Regions from separate parts of the Rattus norvegicus genome. Here region 2 is linked to region 1. The links are chromatin contacts, called in public Hi-C maps. All regions are on one chromosome and are shown on one strand. Each heading gives the region's core, a stretch centred on a gene start, on an enhancer-like site or on the middle of the called end of the contact. The rest is flanking DNA. Distances are from core to core; before and after follow the strand shown. Region 1 holds the start of Brf1 (BRF1, RNA polymerase III transcription initiation factor subunit). Region 2 holds the start of Tedc1 (tubulin epsilon and delta complex 1).

Region 1 (2,894 bases), core at 294-2,793:
ACAAACAAAAGTTGGGTTTGGTAGTACAGGCTCATAATGGAACTACTTAGGAGGCCGAGGCAGAAGGACTTCAAGTTCAATGCTTACCTGGGTTACTAAGTTCAAAGTCAGCCTGGACAACTTGTCAAAAACCCTAACTCAAATTAAAATGTAAAAAGCCAGGCATTTAGCTCACTGGCAGAGAGAGCACTTGCTCAGTGTGAGGAAAACCTGCTCCAGAGCCACACACACAATACAAATATGCAAATGCAGTTACTCTACAACCCAAGGGAAAGAGATTACAGACAATTCTAAAAAGGAAGGCAAAGGCTGGTTGGCTCACAAGTCTCATCTCGAAACATTAAATGTAAACAAAAGGTAAGGATGAATGCAAGACAGAACCAGGGAGCAGACTCGCAAAGGGGGCGGGGCACACAAGGATCTCTGCTGAGGAACAATGGTAACTCCACGCCAAAAAAAAAAAAAAAAAAGAAAGAAAGAAAGAAAAGAAAGAAAAAAGAATCCTTTCAGCAAATTGTGTGGGGAAAATGGTACCTCCACGGGCAAGAAAGGAGCCTAAATCTGCACATCGCACTTCCCACAGGCTTAACTCAAAATACGGAAGGACTAGGCTTCCAACGGCATACGGATTTGGGAACTCTTTAGTGTGCCAGAGTCCCCTGGGTTAGATCTCCATTACTCAGAAAATAAAAACAAAACTACATAAAAGGGTAAACGTTAACTTTTAGAAGACAAATGTGGTAATTCAAACGAAGACATTTTACATTACTGACAAAAGAAACAGGCGCCAAACTGGAGAATGCTTCAAAATGTAAAACCTTCGCTCAAATGAGTAACTTTTGTTTCGTGAATCATATATACAAAGAAAGACTTGGAAGTATAACTCACTAAAGACTCGACACTCAACCGTTAGGAAACAAACCCTTCTTCTAGCCCTTAGGGCAAATGACACCTGTCAGAGTGACCAACCGGATAAACGGAACCTGCATCAGGCGCGAGCTTGAAAGCTGTGCCTGCCAGATTTCAGGCCAGCCGGACGAACCTCCGTTGGACCAGACCGCGACGCTTGGACCCGGCGGATCGCGAAGCTCATGTCAGCGTACAGGACACGGAGGGGACCTGGCTGCAAATTCGCGGCCGGGCCCTGCCTCAGTTTCCCTGTCCGACTACCCACGGTCCGTCGCAGGGCGATCTGCTTCCGTTTCCCCGCTAGCTTCGACTTCCTACCCATCTTGCACACTCAGACCTGCCCGTCCCCCTCCCCCGAGCTGCAGAACACACCGTCCAGCGACACGAACTGGCCGACTGCCGACGAGCCGCCGCCGCTGTTCTCCACGAACTGCACCTCGGACACGATGATGTTGTCCTCGAGCACCGAACCGCAGCCCGTGCACACCGCGTCGCCGCGCGCCGCATCCAACTCGATGTCCGTGCCGCCGCAACCGCGGCAGACGCGGCCCGTCATGTTGGAGCCGCGGGGCCCCACCGGCCCCCTGCCGCTCACCAACCCGCTCTCCGCCCGCGGCCCTCAGCCCGCAAGGCCCGTCGCACCGCCTCCGTCTGTGCCGCACTCTCGCGAGGCCGCCGGCGCCACGCCCGCCGATTCGTAGCGGCAGATTCGCCACGCGCGTGCGGGCCGCGCCGCCTCCAACGGCCGCGCCCGCGGGACCAATAAAGGAACTCCAGAATCACTGGGACGCTGGGACCGAACCGCCGACCTTCCGGGCGGCCGGAAGCGAAGCTCCAAACCAGGAGCCCGTAGGCCTCGCGGGCCACAAGCCAAGGAACGGGGCGGGGCTTGCGGGCGGGCGAGAAGGGCGGGGCGAGGCAAGGAGCGCTGCCCGGGACCGGACCAGAGCCGTGGGAGGAGCCTGGGAAGAGACCGGGGCCGTGGGAGGAGCCTGGGGAGGGGCAGGGCTTGGCCGATGGGCGGAGCCGGGGAAGAGTCCCAAGAGGTATGGGAGGAGCCTGGAGGCGGGGCCGAGGCGGAGAAACAAGCCGTGCGCAGAGCATAAGGAGAGCCGATTGTCTGTGAGAGGAATCTGGAAACAAAAGTAGTGGGATGTGCTTGTGGGCGGTAACTTGAGTGCGACCAAGGCCGGGCCCAGGGTTACCGTGAAGCCTGCATTGATTGGCACAATAGGCTTTGGTAGAGGCCTCGAGGCTGGACGTAGTGGGAGGAACCTGGGGAGAAAGCACGCCTGGGGTAGGATCAAGGACTGCCCGCCTGGCCGAGGTTTGAGAGGGACCTGGGATATTCTTCCAGATTCCGCTGCAGCCCTCCGCGTGCCCTCCGCCCAGGATGAACACTTGGTCCCCCTCAACGCTGGATTCTCAGCAGGACTCCCTATTTCATGGTGGAGAGCTCTGGGTAAAGTGGAGCATACACAGAACCCCCTGCATCTGCAGGCGCGGCTCTCATTCTTAGCCATACCCGTCAGTCCTTGCGAAGTTTAGCAAATCTTGCGTACTACTGCAGGTAAGAAACTCCAAAATTAGACTGCAGGATGCCACAGGAGCTCAAACTGAATTAGAAAGCATCCTTTCTCGAGTAAGAGGAAGCATTGTAAATACGCATAATTCTGATCAGCTTGCAAAACCAGTGTAATTCCAAGTGAAATATCAACATGCTTAAAAAAAAAAACAAAACAAACTTGGAAAAAGCCAATTGTGTTGGTGCACAGCTTTCGTCCCAACGCTCAAGAGGCAGGAGCAGGTGGATCTCTGTGAGTTTGAGGCCAGCCTAACCTACAAAGGGCAGCCAGGGCTCTGTAAACACAGGGATAACCCTATCACAAACAAACAAACACAGAACTTGGAAGAGATCTCCTCAAAACATAGAAAAGGAAGGGTTAGCGAGATTGCTTGGCAAGTAAATGCCCATGCCAGACAAA
Region 2 (2,700 bases), core at 63-2,562, 160 kb after region 1:
TAGTATCAAGCTGGACGTGGCCATTTGGGACCAGCAGCCGTAGCTGCTTTGTAAGGGGCCAGGAAGGAGGAGACCCCGAGGCAGGATAGCTGAGGGTATCCTGATGAACAGAGGGAGGTCTGCAGCAAAACACAGGGAGAGGCAAGGTGAGCCCACAGTCCCCGTACTTCCGGGGGGCGGGGCCATCCTGTAGCAGCGGTTAGGCCGGCAGGTGCCTCAGGATCTCTCTGCCTCTCCCTCTCAACTCACTTTCCCCTTCCGCACCGCACCCTCTCCCTCTCCACCTGCCTCTTTCCCGGCTTTATTAAGATGTAGAGTACACCCAGTACTGTCCACGGTCCCAACTATTTCTGGTGGTGACATCGAGTGCACAAAGCTTAGTTTGTGTCCGCTCGAGCGTACAAGTCTCGCCCCAGCAATTCCCCGCTGCCATGCGTCGACCGCAGGCTCGTCTCTGGATCACCGTAGGCAGCATCCGGCCTTTGTCCGGCCCTCCTCCACACGCACTGGCGCACATAATGTAGTCTTTCATATCCGGCTTCCCATTAGAGGCTGCTCTGGCTCGCTACCTAAGGTTTTAGCCACGTAGTAGGCTCATGCGGGTTGCAGAGGATAATTACCGACTGCATGTGGTCAGCGTCTTTCCCCGAGCATCAGGTTGGACTCTGGGTTCATTCTGCCATTGCCATGTAGCTGCTGTGAATCCTTGCAGGATTCTCACATCTTACCAAGGTTGATCCAGTAGGGCTGAGTACAAAACTAAGTCCGACCTTAAAAGAGAGGGCCGTGCCCTTTTCAAAAGTGGAGAATTTTCCTTAGAAACTGCTCTTCTAGTGGATGGAGGAAGAATAAAAATGGGGACAACCAAGTCTGGGGCTGTACATGAAAGGGAGGATGGCTTCTGAAGAGATTTCTGGCGACGTGGCCCCCGGAACTCCCCACCCACTTTGCAGGGCTCAGCTGCTTCTCGCGGGGGCCTGGCGACCCCTGGCGGCGGGCTCCTTCTTGGGCGGCTTTGCAGAGACACTCCTTTCGTGGCCGGGTGGAGCCATATTGCTCGGGCGCATGTGCGCCTTCCCCATGGCCCAGCCTGGGCCCGTGGTTGCTAAGGAGGTTGCTAAGTCGAGGTGCTAATTGGTGAGTTCCAAAGAAATTAGCAAATCCAATTCCCACCCCCGACCCCGGAAGTGCCTGCCTACGGGATAGACTGGTAGGCACTCAAACGCCAGGGCCACCGGTCATTGGGCCTGAGCGGAGAAGGCGGGCCTCATCCGGAACCGTGATTGGTCGCGGTCCCGGGCGGGCGATCCGAGGCTGCTGGGTGCTGGCTGTATGGGGCGGCGGCGGAGCCGAGTGGAAGGGGCTGCCAGGGCCCTGCCTGAAGCTGTCGCAGCGCTGAGTCGGTCCCTACCAGCTGGGCCCAGCCCCGAAATCTTCCGCCGCGCAAAGTTTGATCGACCAGAGGCGGTGAGGCTACCAGAATAGGCGGTCGGGGTCAGGGCAAGCGTTGTCTTGGGCCGACGCAGGTGACACCATGATACCCGCTGACTACAAACTGTTTGCTTCAGGCTCCAGTGCTCTGGCAACTTCTCTTACGTGTGCTCTCACCGCTTGCTGCAAACAATACCTGGACCGACCTTGCCCCAGGTAAGTCCCGCCCTCTCAGAAAGCCGCTCCCCAAGGCTCTTGTGGTTTTGCCTTAACCCACGGAGTCCCGCCCCATTAAAGCTCCACTGTTGTCTACCAGCTTCCCTCAGGCATCTGCTCCACCTACTCTTGAGCCCACTTTCTTAAGTATAGGTTCCCACTAGTCTTTACCACGCTTACCTGAGTTGTAGTGGCTTTGATCACTCCAGTGAGACTCAGAGTCTGGCTACACCCTGAACCAAAGACTCACAGAAATCCTGCCCGCTGGTTAGTTAGCACCTTGCCTCCTCACAGACTCTCAGATCTTGTCTCCTTTGTCCACTTTTAGCAGGTTCTAAGCTTAGGGGGTGCTCTCAGGTCCCCAGAGGGTGAAACCTCCAGGTTAGCACCCCCTGAGCTGATGATTTCCCACTCCAGAGGCCCAAGCCCGTGTGGTGAAATCAGCACTGGGCTCCCGAGGCTACCCCAGGTCTGTGCTGCTACAATTTCCCGACGGCAGTTCTCAGGGAAGCCGGGAACTGCTGCTGGCCCTGTCCTGGCTCCTGGCCCAAGGACCCTTGCTTGAGCAGCTGCTTGCCCAGACCCGTGTGCAGGTGGGTGACCAGTTGCCCCAGTGTGAGGTGAGTATGTAATGAGGGTGTCTGAGCCCTGCTTTGCCTAGAAACCGTGGGTTTCTCTGTGCCCCCAGGTCACATGGTATATTTGCCTCTAAGGATGTAGAGGCTTGATCCTATGTTAGTAGTACAATTTCCCTGTCCTTAAGATCTTAAGATACGGGATGTATAGCAGGGCTGACTACTGTTCCCTCTTTACTGTGAGGCCCTGACCAGTCCTGGACCCCTTGCATGCCTTGTGGCTACAAAGAGCCCTGTGGATCTCCGCCTGGTGGAATGGCTGATGGGAAAGTTGCGCTTCAGGTGGAGGTGCCTGATCTTGAGTCAGCGGGAGCAGTGTACCCTCCTCAGTAAGGTAATACAGGAAGGTAATACAGGCACATGGTTCTTCACTCTGTGCCCCGGGCTGCCTTTCTCTGTGGTCCGTCTCTGTCAGGAC

Evidence for each region. Hi-C and Micro-C count contacts between places; a contact is called where the count stands out from the background.
Region 2: a contact with region 1 is called in a Hi-C map of frontal cortex, with 2.2 times the contacts expected there. The contact joins the promoter of Tedc1 here to the promoter of Brf1 in region 1. A contact is called at or near these places in 5 of 12 Hi-C or Micro-C datasets (the A7r5 cell line, frontal cortex, kidney and 2 more).

Annotation. Positions count from the first base shown.
Region 1 is chr6:137,900,843-137,903,736 of GRCr8, forward strand. It overlaps Brf1 (BRF1, RNA polymerase III transcription initiation factor subunit), which reads right to left and starts at 1,544. Exons shown (of 18, transcript NM_001399505.1): 1 at 1,282-1,544. The coding sequence starts at 1,465.
Region 2 is chr6:138,056,665-138,059,364 of GRCr8, forward strand. It overlaps Tedc1 (tubulin epsilon and delta complex 1), which reads left to right and starts at 1,313. Exons shown (of 8, transcript NM_001399144.1): 1 at 1,313-1,467; 2 at 1,569-1,647; 3 at 2,065-2,267; 4 at 2,467-2,616. The coding sequence starts at 1,333.